Regions from separate parts of the Ovis aries genome. Here region 2 is linked to region 1. The links are chromatin contacts, called in public Hi-C maps. All regions are on one chromosome and are shown on one strand. Each heading gives the region's core, a stretch centred on a gene start, on an enhancer-like site or on the middle of the called end of the contact. The rest is flanking DNA. Distances are from core to core; before and after follow the strand shown. Region 1 holds the start of SHCBP1 (SHC binding and spindle associated 1). Region 2 overlaps GPT2 (glutamic--pyruvic transaminase 2).

Region 1 (5,783 bases), core at 2,467-4,966:
AGAGAACTCAGGTCCGAAGATCTTTGTAGCAAATATGAATGATGCTTGAGGACTGGGGTTCTTCCTGAAACACAGATTCCAATCCAGTAGATCTGGGGATAGGGGAGAAACTGCATTTCTAACAAGCTCCTGGTCCCTGCACTATACTTTGAGAGCTTGGGGCTAGAAGACAGGTTCCAGTCTAGTGGGCTGTGGGCCAAATTTTGTCTAGGAAATAAGGTTTTTCAGGGTTGCATAGTGTCTACATTTTAAAAAGTTGTGGGACTTCCCTGGAGGTCCAGTGATTAGGACTTTACCTTCCAAAGGAGGGGGTGCGGGTTCAATCCCTGGTCGGGGAGCTAAGATTGAACATGCCTTGCAGCCGAAAAACCAAAAAACATAAAACGGAAGCCATATTGTAACAAATTCAATAAAGACTTGTAAAATGGTCTACATTAAAAAAAACCTTAAAAAAATTTTTTAAGTTGCTAACAGCTTAAAGTCAGGCATTTTCACATAAAATTCTGAATCTGTCTTCTCCATTCATCATTCTCTATCACATCACTGAATTTTATTTTATTAGTAGTATCTTTCATAATTGAATTTTGCTTATCAATTGAATTTTTTTTGTCTGTTGTGTGTCTCCCTAGGCTGTGAACGCCATGCAGGCAGGACCTTGTCTGTCCTCTTTGCCCCTGCTTCCCGAGCCTAGAGCAGTGTCTGGCACACAGTCTATACTCTCTATATTTATTATTTGTCAAGTGAATCAGCACATGCGCTTTCCTATGAGCTTGAAGTGAGTGCTAGAGTCCACATATTGCCTTCTTCACTCACTTGAGTTACCTCCTGAGGAAGACAGACTCAGGACATTGTCCTTGGGAGACCTCTGTGTTCAGGAATCTGGGGCGGAGGAAGAGGAATGAGGCAGGGAGGACCAGAACAGGGAGGGCCCGGAGGCCACCGGAGGAAAGACAGTGGAGCGGGCGTGCTGGACCATGAGTGCTGCTGCGGGCGGAGGCCGAAGGGCACGGGGGACAGTGGGCCTCTGGGGGAAGCTACTGGCCAGTAAGGAAGCAGGAGAGAAAATGCCAAAATCTTGGTTCCCTGTCTACTGATGCCAAATAGAAATATGGAGACAGAGTTTGGAGGAAATAGGAAGGAGTAGCTTTATTATTTTTGCCAGGCAAAAGGAAAACACAGCAGGCTAAGGCCTCAAGCAACCGTGGCCCCCTTCTCAGGAATACTGCTACTGCTAAGTCACTTCAGTCGTGTCTGACTCTGTGCAACCCCATAGACGGCAGCCCACCAGGCTCCCATGCCTGGGATTCTCCAGGCAAGAACACTGGATTGGGTTGCCATTTCCTTCTCCAATGCATAAAAGTGAAAGTGAAGTCGCTCAGTCGTGTCCGACTCTCAGTGACCCCATGGACTGCAGCCCACCAGGCTCCTCCATCCATGGGATTTTCCAGGCAAGAGTACTGGAGTGGGGTGCCATTGCCTTCTCCATCTCAGGAATAAGGAGAGGTTTATATCCTCTTGGAAGTCTGTGCTTTCTTTTCTTTCTTTCTTTTGTAAGGTTTCAAAATGGCCACAGCTGGCATCAGGCAACTCAACAACCAGGTCTGGTGACCTGAAGTTATCCGCCTATGTCCTTCTTTTTGACATGCTGAATGCTACAAGAGAGTGTAGGAGGACACGAATGCCAGGTGCAAATATAAATCTATATGGAGTCAGAGAGTAATTTTCTTTGTGAAGGACAAGTCCAGCTACAAGTGTTTGTTGATAGTAACAGCTAAAGTCTAACCAAGACTGTTTAACTCTTGTAGGCCTGTTTGGCTGGTATGTGCCACAGGCTGTTCACTCATTTCTGTTTTGCTGCAACAGGAATGACTTGGTGCTATCCAGAAGCAAAGTACAGAGGTAATATCTCAAGACTTCAGTTGGGCTTTGGAAGTTTCTAGGAGAGGTCAGTAAGTTTTGAGCCCCTGTGTAGACAGAGTCTAAGGACCTAGTGCCGAAAAGGAGACTGAAGATATAAAAAAGACTGGGAATAATGGGTGCCACTCCACCTAAGGCAGATGGAAGGCTGAGATGGGCTGCAGATGGAGAGATTGGAAAAAAAGAATTAAAAAACCCTTTCATCAGGATAAGGGGGAGAGGGCAGGGAAAGCAAACTCCTAAGACATGTGTGCTCTTGAAAGGTCTCCATTTAGGGGAAAGCTCTCAAAACCTTCCATATAATCCATGCAAGCATAGGTTGCACAGGAAACGTATCCAGTTTAATAAATGATTTGTCCTTTATGGAGTTTGCAGCAACCCAGGTGTTCATTTGACTCTGTGGCTACATGTTCATTTCCAAGATTTTTCCCAGAAGCAATATCTTGATGGGTGATGAAATATTCTGTAATTGAACAAGGAGAGAACTATGTTGTCTCCAGCACAGACAGGGGTGGGTGAGTAGAAATCCCTCCACTTGTGGGGTTTGTGGCAGTAGGGTTAAAAGGAGACTTATGAGAAAGATAACTTAGTCTTCAAGGCCTGATGCTAGTCTTGATTTTATTGTTTTATGTGTTTCCCCCTCGTGGTGCTCAATAAATATTCATTCAGTGGACAAATAAATGGAAGGTCAGACTCTGTATATGAGAGTCAAAGAAATCTTGTTTTCTGGAAAAGCTAGCTGAATTAAGTGCAGGTTTTTATAGTCACCTCTTCGGTTCCATTTCATTTCAGCTGTGAGGGATCTGAGAGACTTTAGCCCAAGGTTTTCCTTAAAGGCATTAAGTGGAAATGCCTTCCCTGTGATGACACTGTCATGACCAGGCCCTTGTCTTTCTGTGGGTCTCACCCTTCCTGGTGTTCTGGTAACCGCTGCCGTTGCCGGCCATCTCAACTCTGACTAGTAATGATCTGGCAGAACCATTAAAGGGTGGATTCAGGAATTTGACTGGTTTCTAATACCGGTTTTGCTGGGTTAACTTGGGCACTGCTTATTTTCTCGGTGACTCCGCTTCCTCATCTGTAAAATGGGAATAGTAAAATTTCTTTTCTCACAGGATAGTTTTTGAAGATTGAATAAGACACTGTAGGTAAAATATGCAGAAAGGTGTCTTGCACACAGTACTCAATAAATGTTAGCTATTATCATTGGAGGTTATATCTGTTGTTGATTAATAAATGTGGGTAAAACATACTTTTACATACTAAATATAATTTGATATTTTTTGAAAATATCCTCTTTGTGTAGATAGTCAAAGAAAGAGAAGGGGAAAGAGAAAGCCAGAGAGCAACAGATTTTTGGTGGTGAAAGGTTTGGAACCATCTAGGTCAATATATTATTAGAATTGAAGATGCTCTTCTGAGAGGTGAAGTGGTAATAATGGAAGAAACAAGTCTAAATACTGTTTTTTGACTCTCAAGCCAGTGCCTTTTCCACTCTACCCCACTCCAGGTATGGCTTGTTATTTTTTTGGAAATTATCCCAAATTATGTCCTAATTTAACTTCATACAAGTTCACCCCAGTAAACAAAAAGAGCAACAACGACAACAGCAGTCCACCAGGCCAGTAGACAGCGCCCAGACACTCCCCTCCAGGGTGGGTGGAGACTGAAGGGGGCGGGGCTCGTGCCGACACCCGGGCCACCCCAGCCTTCCTTTAATTGGTCCCAGGGCCTCGGCCCACTATCCAATTAGAAGCGGCTGCGTCATCACATTACTGGGCAGGGAGGCCGCCCGCGGAAATTTGAAATGGCTGACGGATTGCTGGCGGGTGGTGGGCTGGGGTCGGAAGCGATGGCGCCGGAGCCCGAGCTTCCTGGGTGGGCGGCCGAGGAGGAGCTGGAGCGCCTGGAGAAAGGTGAGCACCCGCCGTGCGGGAGGAGCCGCCGTCTGCGACAGACCGTGTCGGCAGCGCTGGGGGCGCCTGGGGCGCAGGCCTTCCGGACCTGGCTGGCCTGGGTGGAGGCTGTGACTGGGCGAGGCCCCGACCCACTCTCTGGACGTCGAATCGGGAGGTACCCAGGACACCTCTCCTCCTCGCCCAATCTGGCCTCAGCTTCCTCGAGACTGGAGGGACTGGGGCGGGGCGGGGATCCCTACTGTTGCTGTCTGGGTGTCCCTCCACCCCGCCCTGCCCCGCCCTTGTGCGCGAGTTTGTGTGTTTAGAGTGGACGCATATTTTTATTTGCATCTCAAAGGAGATCACGTACCACTGCCCCCTTTCCCGAAGGAAATTGGACGCTTGGCCTAGAGAGCAGTACTGAGCGTTGAGAGCAGGTGACGTGCCCAGAGGAAGGGGAGCCAATTTGTGACACAGTGTAAAAAAATAGAACCCAGGTCTAATTCTCAGTCCTTTCTGTCTCTTCTTGGAGACTCCGTTTTCCCCCCCTGATATTTTAAGGTGGTTCAGGCTTTTACTTTAACATTTTCAGTTGTATTGTGTAGTGGCAAGAGTCCTGGAGAAGTGAGAAAACGTTAAGTGGAACTTAATTCCACTACTCACCCCTCTTTGTGATCTGGCAACAGTCAGGTGACTTCAGTTTTCTCATCTGCAAAACAGGTAGTAGTGTTGCTGAGTGGTGAAGATTAAGTGAAGTAATGTGTGAAAAGTATTTCAGATCGGCTCTGAACACACATAACGTAAAATTTACCATCTTAACCATTTTTGACATGGATTCAGTCCCTGGGTTGGGAAGATAATCTGGAATAAGAAATGGCAACCCACTCTTGGATTCTTGCCTGAAAAATCATATAGACAGAGGAGCCTGGCAGGCTACAGACCATGGGGTGGCGGAGTTGGTTAGCCACTGAGTACCTAACCAGTTTTAAGTGTACAGTTAAGTGGTATTAAACACATTCACATTGTTGTGTAGCCATCACCACCAGCTGTTACTATGACTCTCTTCATCTTGTACACTGAAACTCTGTACCATCTGTTACTATGATTCTTCTCGTTTTGTAAACTGAAACTCTGTACCTGTTGAATAATAACTCCACATTCGCCCCTCTCCCGAGCCCTTGGCAACTACCCTTATACTTTCTGCCTTTATGGTTTTGACTACTTTTAAGTACCTCATATCAGTGGAATTACACAGTATTTGTCTTTCTGTGACTGACTGGCTTATTTCACTCTGCCTAATGTTCATCCAGCATAATCATAAATCTCTTCCTTTTTTAAAGCTAAATAGTTTTAGCTGTGAACATGCCTGTACAAATATCTCTTGGAGACCCTGCTTCAAACTGCTGGGTAATATGGTAATTCTATTTTTAAATTTTTGAAGAATCACCGTAAGTTTTCCATAGTGGCTATACCATTTTACATGCCTACCAACAGCCCACAAGGGTTCCTGTTTCTCCACATCTTTAACAACACTTGTTTTCTTGGTAGCTTCTCATTGTTTTTTGGATAATAGTCACCTAATGGGTGTGAGATGGAGTATTATTTCTTTAAAAAACATATCTATATTATGTGATGGATGGTATGAAATAGTTTATTCTCTTAATTGAAGTTGGCATACTATTTTCATCTTCCCGAGGTTCAGAGAGATTTTCACACATTTGATAAGGTATTGATGTCCTCTGAAGCTCAGGTATATTGGTGTCTATGAGCCGGAAACCCTAGTGTACACCTTGGTTATCTTGTTGCCAAGTCCAAACTCACTTCCTGCTCTCTGCACCACAGGCCAATAAATTGAGAGAGGAGTTGTTGGCACAAGGAATAGTGACTTTATTTGGAAAGCCAGCAGACCGAGAGGATTGTGGACTAGTGTCCCAAAGAACCATCTTGCCAAAGTTAGAATTCAGCTTT
Region 2 (5,785 bases), core at 2,622-5,121, 420 kb before region 1:
GGCGGGGGCCCACATACTCGCCCATGTAGCCCTTGGAGGTGGAATGGAAGGAAGCGAGCTCCACGTTGCTGGAGTACTCAGGCCCCATCTCATAAAGCACCTTCTTAAAGGAGTGGAATTTGCAGTCCGGGGAGTACACATTGTCCTGGTACACCTGCAGGAGGGGACAGGACAGGAACAGTCAGCCAAGTCCCCCAGAAACTGAGCCACCCGGGCTGTGGCTGAGCGAGGGCACTGGGACAACCTGCAGCCAGGGCTGCCTGCTGTGAAGCTGGCCTTAGATGTCACGTCTAAGCCAGATGTGCCCAAGGGAACCTTCCAGAAAAAGCAAGGGTGGCGGGGGAGGCCACGGGCTGGATGCCCACTGGATTCTCCCACATTAGCCCCACGCAGTCTCCAGATCTCCTTTCTGCCTCACGTGCCAGTGACACCTGGCTGGCCTGAGTAGGCTTTCCTCCCAGAGCGTGATGCTCACCCTGTCAATGAGATGAGTGGTGAAAGCAGCTCATGGACCTGTCCTCTGACCTCCCCATCCGAAGAGCTAACCGTCCTCAGCGCTTCACGGCACTCACCCAGCTTTCCATCCACCATCACCGTCATTCTCTCCTCCCTGGACTGAGCAGCGCCTATACCTCTTGTCCCTCCCCGTCTACACAGTCTAGCAGGCAAGCGCTCCATCTACACTTGGAGATGAACTTCCCACGCCCAGTATGGAGATCAGGGAAACCGAGGCTCTCTGAGATGCTGTGGGTCAGCAGGAGGGTCAGGCCAGCTCCACCTTTAACAAGCCAGGCAGAGCCCCCTCCCCTCCCCAGCTCCTCCATGGCCTCTCCCTTCTGCCCCTCACCCTCCTCGCTTCCCAGACCCTGAGGGAAAAGGTTCGTGCACCAGGTCACTCTACTGCCCCTTCTTTCCTTTAGAAATGAAGATTTAAGTCTATCTGCTATTGATCACAGCAGTGATTTGGTGGATAACCTCTGTGTGTGTGTGTGGGCGGGGGGGTGCTAAGGAACACAGAAATGAAGCTCACGTGCTAGAAGCTATGACTAACCAGATATCACGCAGAAATAAAGAAGTGAAAATAGGGTTTGACAGGTCTTTAATTTCTTCTTGCAAAGCAGGAAAAGAATGGGCAGGTTTGTCTCCAGATCTAGGGTTCAGGCAGCAGTGATTCTGGGGTTGATAAGATTCCCCTCCTCATAGGACACAGCATTCAGCCCACCCAGCTCCCACTCTCCCTTCTTGAGAAAGGGGCCCTTGATTTGCTTCAAGAAACATCCTCCCCAGCTCTCTATCTGCAGGTTTCAGGTCATAGGGGAGAGCCCCCGACCCTTGCCTAGGGCCTGGTCAGTCCGCACATTGCAGCCACTGGGCCAGAATAATCAGTTCAGTGATGGGTGTTTGACCTAAACTGCACCAGTGAAGCTCAATTCTGAGCTTTGTTGAAACGACCAGGAAGATAAGCTCTCTTCCTAGGCTGGGAAGATAGCAGGCCCGTGTTTGAGGCCAAGGCAGCAGGATGGAACAAGAGGAGCTGGAAGATATGATTCGAGTCCCTGGATCCAGCCCCACTCCTGAGACCCCACCACCGTGTTAAGTTTAAAGTAGTTTGGGTTGGATTTTTGAAACTTATAACCAAGATTCCAAACCAATAAGGGATGATTTTGGTCACAGTCTCACAGGTTGTTTAACACTGAACATCCTCAACCTTGTTAGAATCTCTCCTCCGATATCTACAAAGTTCTCTTGTCTATAGAACAGCAGACCTGGCTCCCTCCCCCAGAAGAGAAAGCATACCCTCACCTCTGAGAGTCCAGGCTGCTCTTACCTCATCAGCCAGGAGAAAGAGCTTCTCCTCCCAGGCAAAGTGAATCACATCTTCTATGCACTTTCTGCTCTGCACCTGACCTAAACAGTCCCAAACAAAAGCAGAAGGCAGGTTGTCATGGTGTTTCATTCATCCCCAGGTGAGAATTCCAGCCAGAATCACTCAGATGTCTGTGTCCCCTCATCTTACAGGACCACCCTCCCTAGCTGCTGACGGCCTCCAGGGAGCCCCTAGGGTCAGCTCCGTCCCTCTGACTCACTTCAGCCAGGTTGTGTAGGGAGTGGTGTTTCATACCCAACTTTCTTGTTATTCTCAGAGGTATGTGTGTGGAGCGGGGAGGAGGATATATGTGTATTATTCTGTGCTAGAGGACAAGAAGACATGGACGTATCATAGACAGCACGAAAATGAAACTGAAGGAGTTAACTCTTTCAGCCCTGCTCCCCTCCGTCCCCCACAGCAGCCACACCATGAAAAGAGCCCTGGCCACACCTTCTCCCTACACAAGCTCCGCGAGGCAGGGACAACGTCTCTGGCCCAGCACCGACCCTCAAAGCCGGCACCCAGCAGGGCCCTCCCTGGTAAGCACAGTGGAAGAAGTTCTAAACGAATGAATGAGCCTGCCTACCAGCTCTGGCTTCTCCAGCGACCATGTGGGAGCCGTGCCCGCTGAGGACGCTGGCAGGCACCCATGGTATCCCTGCCAGGGTCTCCCTTCAGAGCTGGACTCATCACTTCATCCACCTTAGAGAAATCAGTGCCAGTAGCAAAATATTCACCATCAGCTCACAGGAAATACTGCGGGTTTCAGTGGGGAAAGGAACACTTTCCCAGATTTCCCGAGGCCCTGGGATGGTGGACTTGCTCACACAGCTTCTGGAAAAGTACTAGGCAGGCCTGCTGATACTCACAAAGGACGTAAATGAGCACCTACGGGTGTTACATGCATGTACTGTCTACATAAGTACGTATGTGCACATGTATTACTGCCATATGTATCTACGCCTTCATGCAAAGCAGTATGGAGAATATATTACCTTTTTGTTAAAAATAAAAATAACCATATTCTTGTCCATGTAAGAATAACAAGACTAAGTCTCGGAAAAATACATTGATGTATCTTATAAGAGCATGGTATGATTCAGCCAGGATTTCAGACTTAAACTATCTAAGCAACCAGTTCCTTTACTAAGGGACCAACCTGTCCGTGCCAAACAAAGGCCAAGCAGGCTTCCTATGAAGCAAGCTCACGCTCTGGGAATTAGGAAGGGCAGCACCCCCGATGCTACAAGTAACCAGCTGCTGTTCCCATAGACAGACAGGGGCTGTCCATTCTGGCAGCCTCTCCTGCCTACCACATGCTCCTGGTCTTCCCTCCCAGGGCTGCAATGCCACAAAGTATACCCTGTTAGAATGCAAGCAAAGGTGTGAGCACCCAGAGTATAAAAGGTGTGAGCGGGGAACATGATGCCAGTTTAGTTCAGTCGCTCAGTTGTGTCCGACTCTCTGCAACTTCACGGTCTGCAGCACGCCAGGCTTCCCTGTCCATCACCAATTCCCAGCGCTTGCTCAAACTCATCTCCATCAAGTCGGTGATGTCATCCAACCATCTCATCCTCTGTCATCCCCTTCTCCCGCCTTCAATTTTTCCCAGCATCAGGGTCTTTTCCAAAGTCAGTTCTTTGCATCAGGTGGCCAAAGTATTGGAGTTTCAGCTTAAGCACCAGTCCTTCCAATGAATATTCAGGACTGATTTCCTTTAGGATTAACTGGTTTGATCTCGTTGCAGTCCAGGGAACTCTCTCAAGAGTCTTCTCCATAATGCCAGGGGGAGTGCAAGGGCCGGGCCTCAGGAAGCCCGCGGCTCAGGAGAGGAAAGGAGACCTGCTGTGCACAAATAATCCCCCATGCGATCGATGCAAACTGTGGGACAAGGACAGAGCTTATTCCTCTCCAGGGCCTGGGACGAAGCAGTCACTCAGAACAGGCCTGTGGAGCAGGAGGAGCCGCATGATCTCCAGAGGGCAGGGCATGCCTGTGCCCAGCAGGGGGAGACATGTGCGCACCACAGAGAAGAGGCAGCTCTGCTGAAGGCCCCAAAGGCTGCAGAGGGGTCTTCCAAGTGCCCCTTGCCAGAGGCCGGGCCAAGGGAATGTCCCACACACTAATGGGGATACCTATTGCTTGTACCAGCCTAGCGTCCTGTCCTTCTCTGAGCAACAGCACACAGCTGTCCTAGGGGAACTTCTCTTTAAACTCCACCAGGGACACAGACCCAGCCAATCAGCCTCAGTGATTTAACTAGGTCAGGCATAGGCAGGTGTCCCAGTGTGGGCCAAGAGAGTCTGGCCTGGGGCTTCAGTTGAAACCAGGGGTGAGGCTCCCTGTGGAGGACGCTCAGCTGCTGGGCACTGACTGGACCTGCGGAAGGCCACTCCCAGGACAGGTGCTTCCTGAGGATTTCAGCCCAGAGCAGAGCTGGGTCATGGCCTGAGGTTCCCATGACAACGACGTTAATTCAAGTGTGCTGCTTTACCCTGGCCTTCACAGGTCCACTCCCTTCAAGCCTCAAGGTAAGTTTCTGTCTCGAGCCCCAAAGAGCCTTGTTAGCCACTAATATTCCACTCCATTTTGACACCTTTCAGACAAAGTGGTTACAGTGTGTGGTCCAGATGAGATACATGGTGATCACAGGTAGGTCTCTATTTTCCATCCTCCATCTTCCAATAGCTGCTTTCCACACATTAAGACCCCAGAGGGGAACTGCCTGGTGGTCCAATGGTTAAGACTTGATGCTTTCACTGCTGGGGTCCAAGTTCAATCCGTGGTCAGAGAACTAAGATCCTACAGCTGCGTATCACAACCAGAAAGTAAAAACAACCTCAGAGAGCAAAACTAGCCTGAGCCTGCTTGTAACTTATTTTTTAGAAAAACTGCTTGTTGTTATAGTTCAGTCGCTAGTCCTGTCCGGCTGCTGCAACCCCATGGACTGCAACACACCAGGCTTCCCTGTTCTTCACTGTCTCCCAGAGTTTGCTCAAACTCTTGTCCATTGATTCAGTGATGCCATCCAACCATCTCATCCTCTCATTCTCTGTTGCCCCCTTTTCCTCCTGCCCAGCATCAGGGTCTTTTCCAATGAGTCAGCTCTTCACATCAGGTGGCCAGAGTACTGGAGGTTCAGCATCAGCTTCCAATGAATATTCAGGGTTGATTTCCTTTAGCATTGACTTATTTGATCTCCTTACAGTCCAAGGGACTCTCAAGAGTCTTCTCCAGCACCACAGTTCAAAAACACCAATTCTTCAGTGCTCAACCTTCTTTCTGGTCCAACTCTCACATTCGAACATGACTACTGAAAAACTGCTTATATTAATATCACACTCATATGACCCCCACTTTGACCCCAAATAGGAAAGTCTCTGGTGCAGTTACTGCTCCCCAGACAGCCAGAAGAAGATATATGTAAGCTTCTGGTGAAGAAGTTACCAAGCCTATGATATAAACTAGGTATACAGAGTATTTCCTAAGATATAGGACCTACTACTCCAAGTTTGGGGCCAGTAGCATCAGCATCACCCAAGAGCTTGTTAGAAATGCAAACTGTCAACTCCCACTCCAGCCTAATTATATCACCATATCTAGATGTAGGGCCCAGCAGTTTTGTTTTTAACAAGCTGAAGTTTTAGAAGCATCATCCAAGGGCAGTGTTTCTCATCCTCAGTTATACAGAATATTGATGCCTGAGCCCCATCCCCAGAGATTCTAGGGTGTGGCCTGGCCTTTGGCATTTTTAAAAGCTCCCTCTTTGATTCTAATGTGCAGCCAGGATTGAGAACCCAGCTCTGTCATTTTCCTACAGTACCCTGGGTTAGGTCCCTCATCCCTTCCCCCAGACAGTCGGTGTAAATAAACCAGGCGAGCAGCTGCACCCATTTTCTGCACCCAGGAATTCAA

The links. A called contact is a pair of places that touch in the nucleus more often than the background predicts.
Region 2: a contact with region 1 is called in a Hi-C map of hypothalamus, with 4 times the contacts expected there. The contact joins the enhancer-like site here to the promoter of SHCBP1 in region 1. A contact is called at or near these places in 5 of 16 Hi-C or Micro-C datasets (blood, hypothalamus, liver and 1 more).

What each region holds. Positions count from the first base shown.
Region 1 is chr14:14,458,796-14,464,578 of ARS-UI_Ramb_v3.0, reverse strand. It overlaps SHCBP1 (SHC binding and spindle associated 1), which reads left to right and starts at 3,716. Exons shown (of 12, transcript XM_042231574.2): 1 at 3,716-3,833. The coding sequence starts at 3,725.
Region 2 is chr14:14,877,312-14,883,096 of ARS-UI_Ramb_v3.0, reverse strand. GPT2 (glutamic--pyruvic transaminase 2) reads right to left here. Exons shown (of 12, transcript XM_004014968.6): 7 at 1,829-1,908; 8 at 18-154. Among named protein-coding and RNA genes, the nearest start is that of GPT2, 20 kb to the right of the region's middle. Within about 2 kb of position 3,871, at least 6 of the 54 cell types and tissues checked have an H3K27ac peak or open chromatin away from gene starts, as enhancers often do. A contact at or near this core is called in hypothalamus, where this site is marked.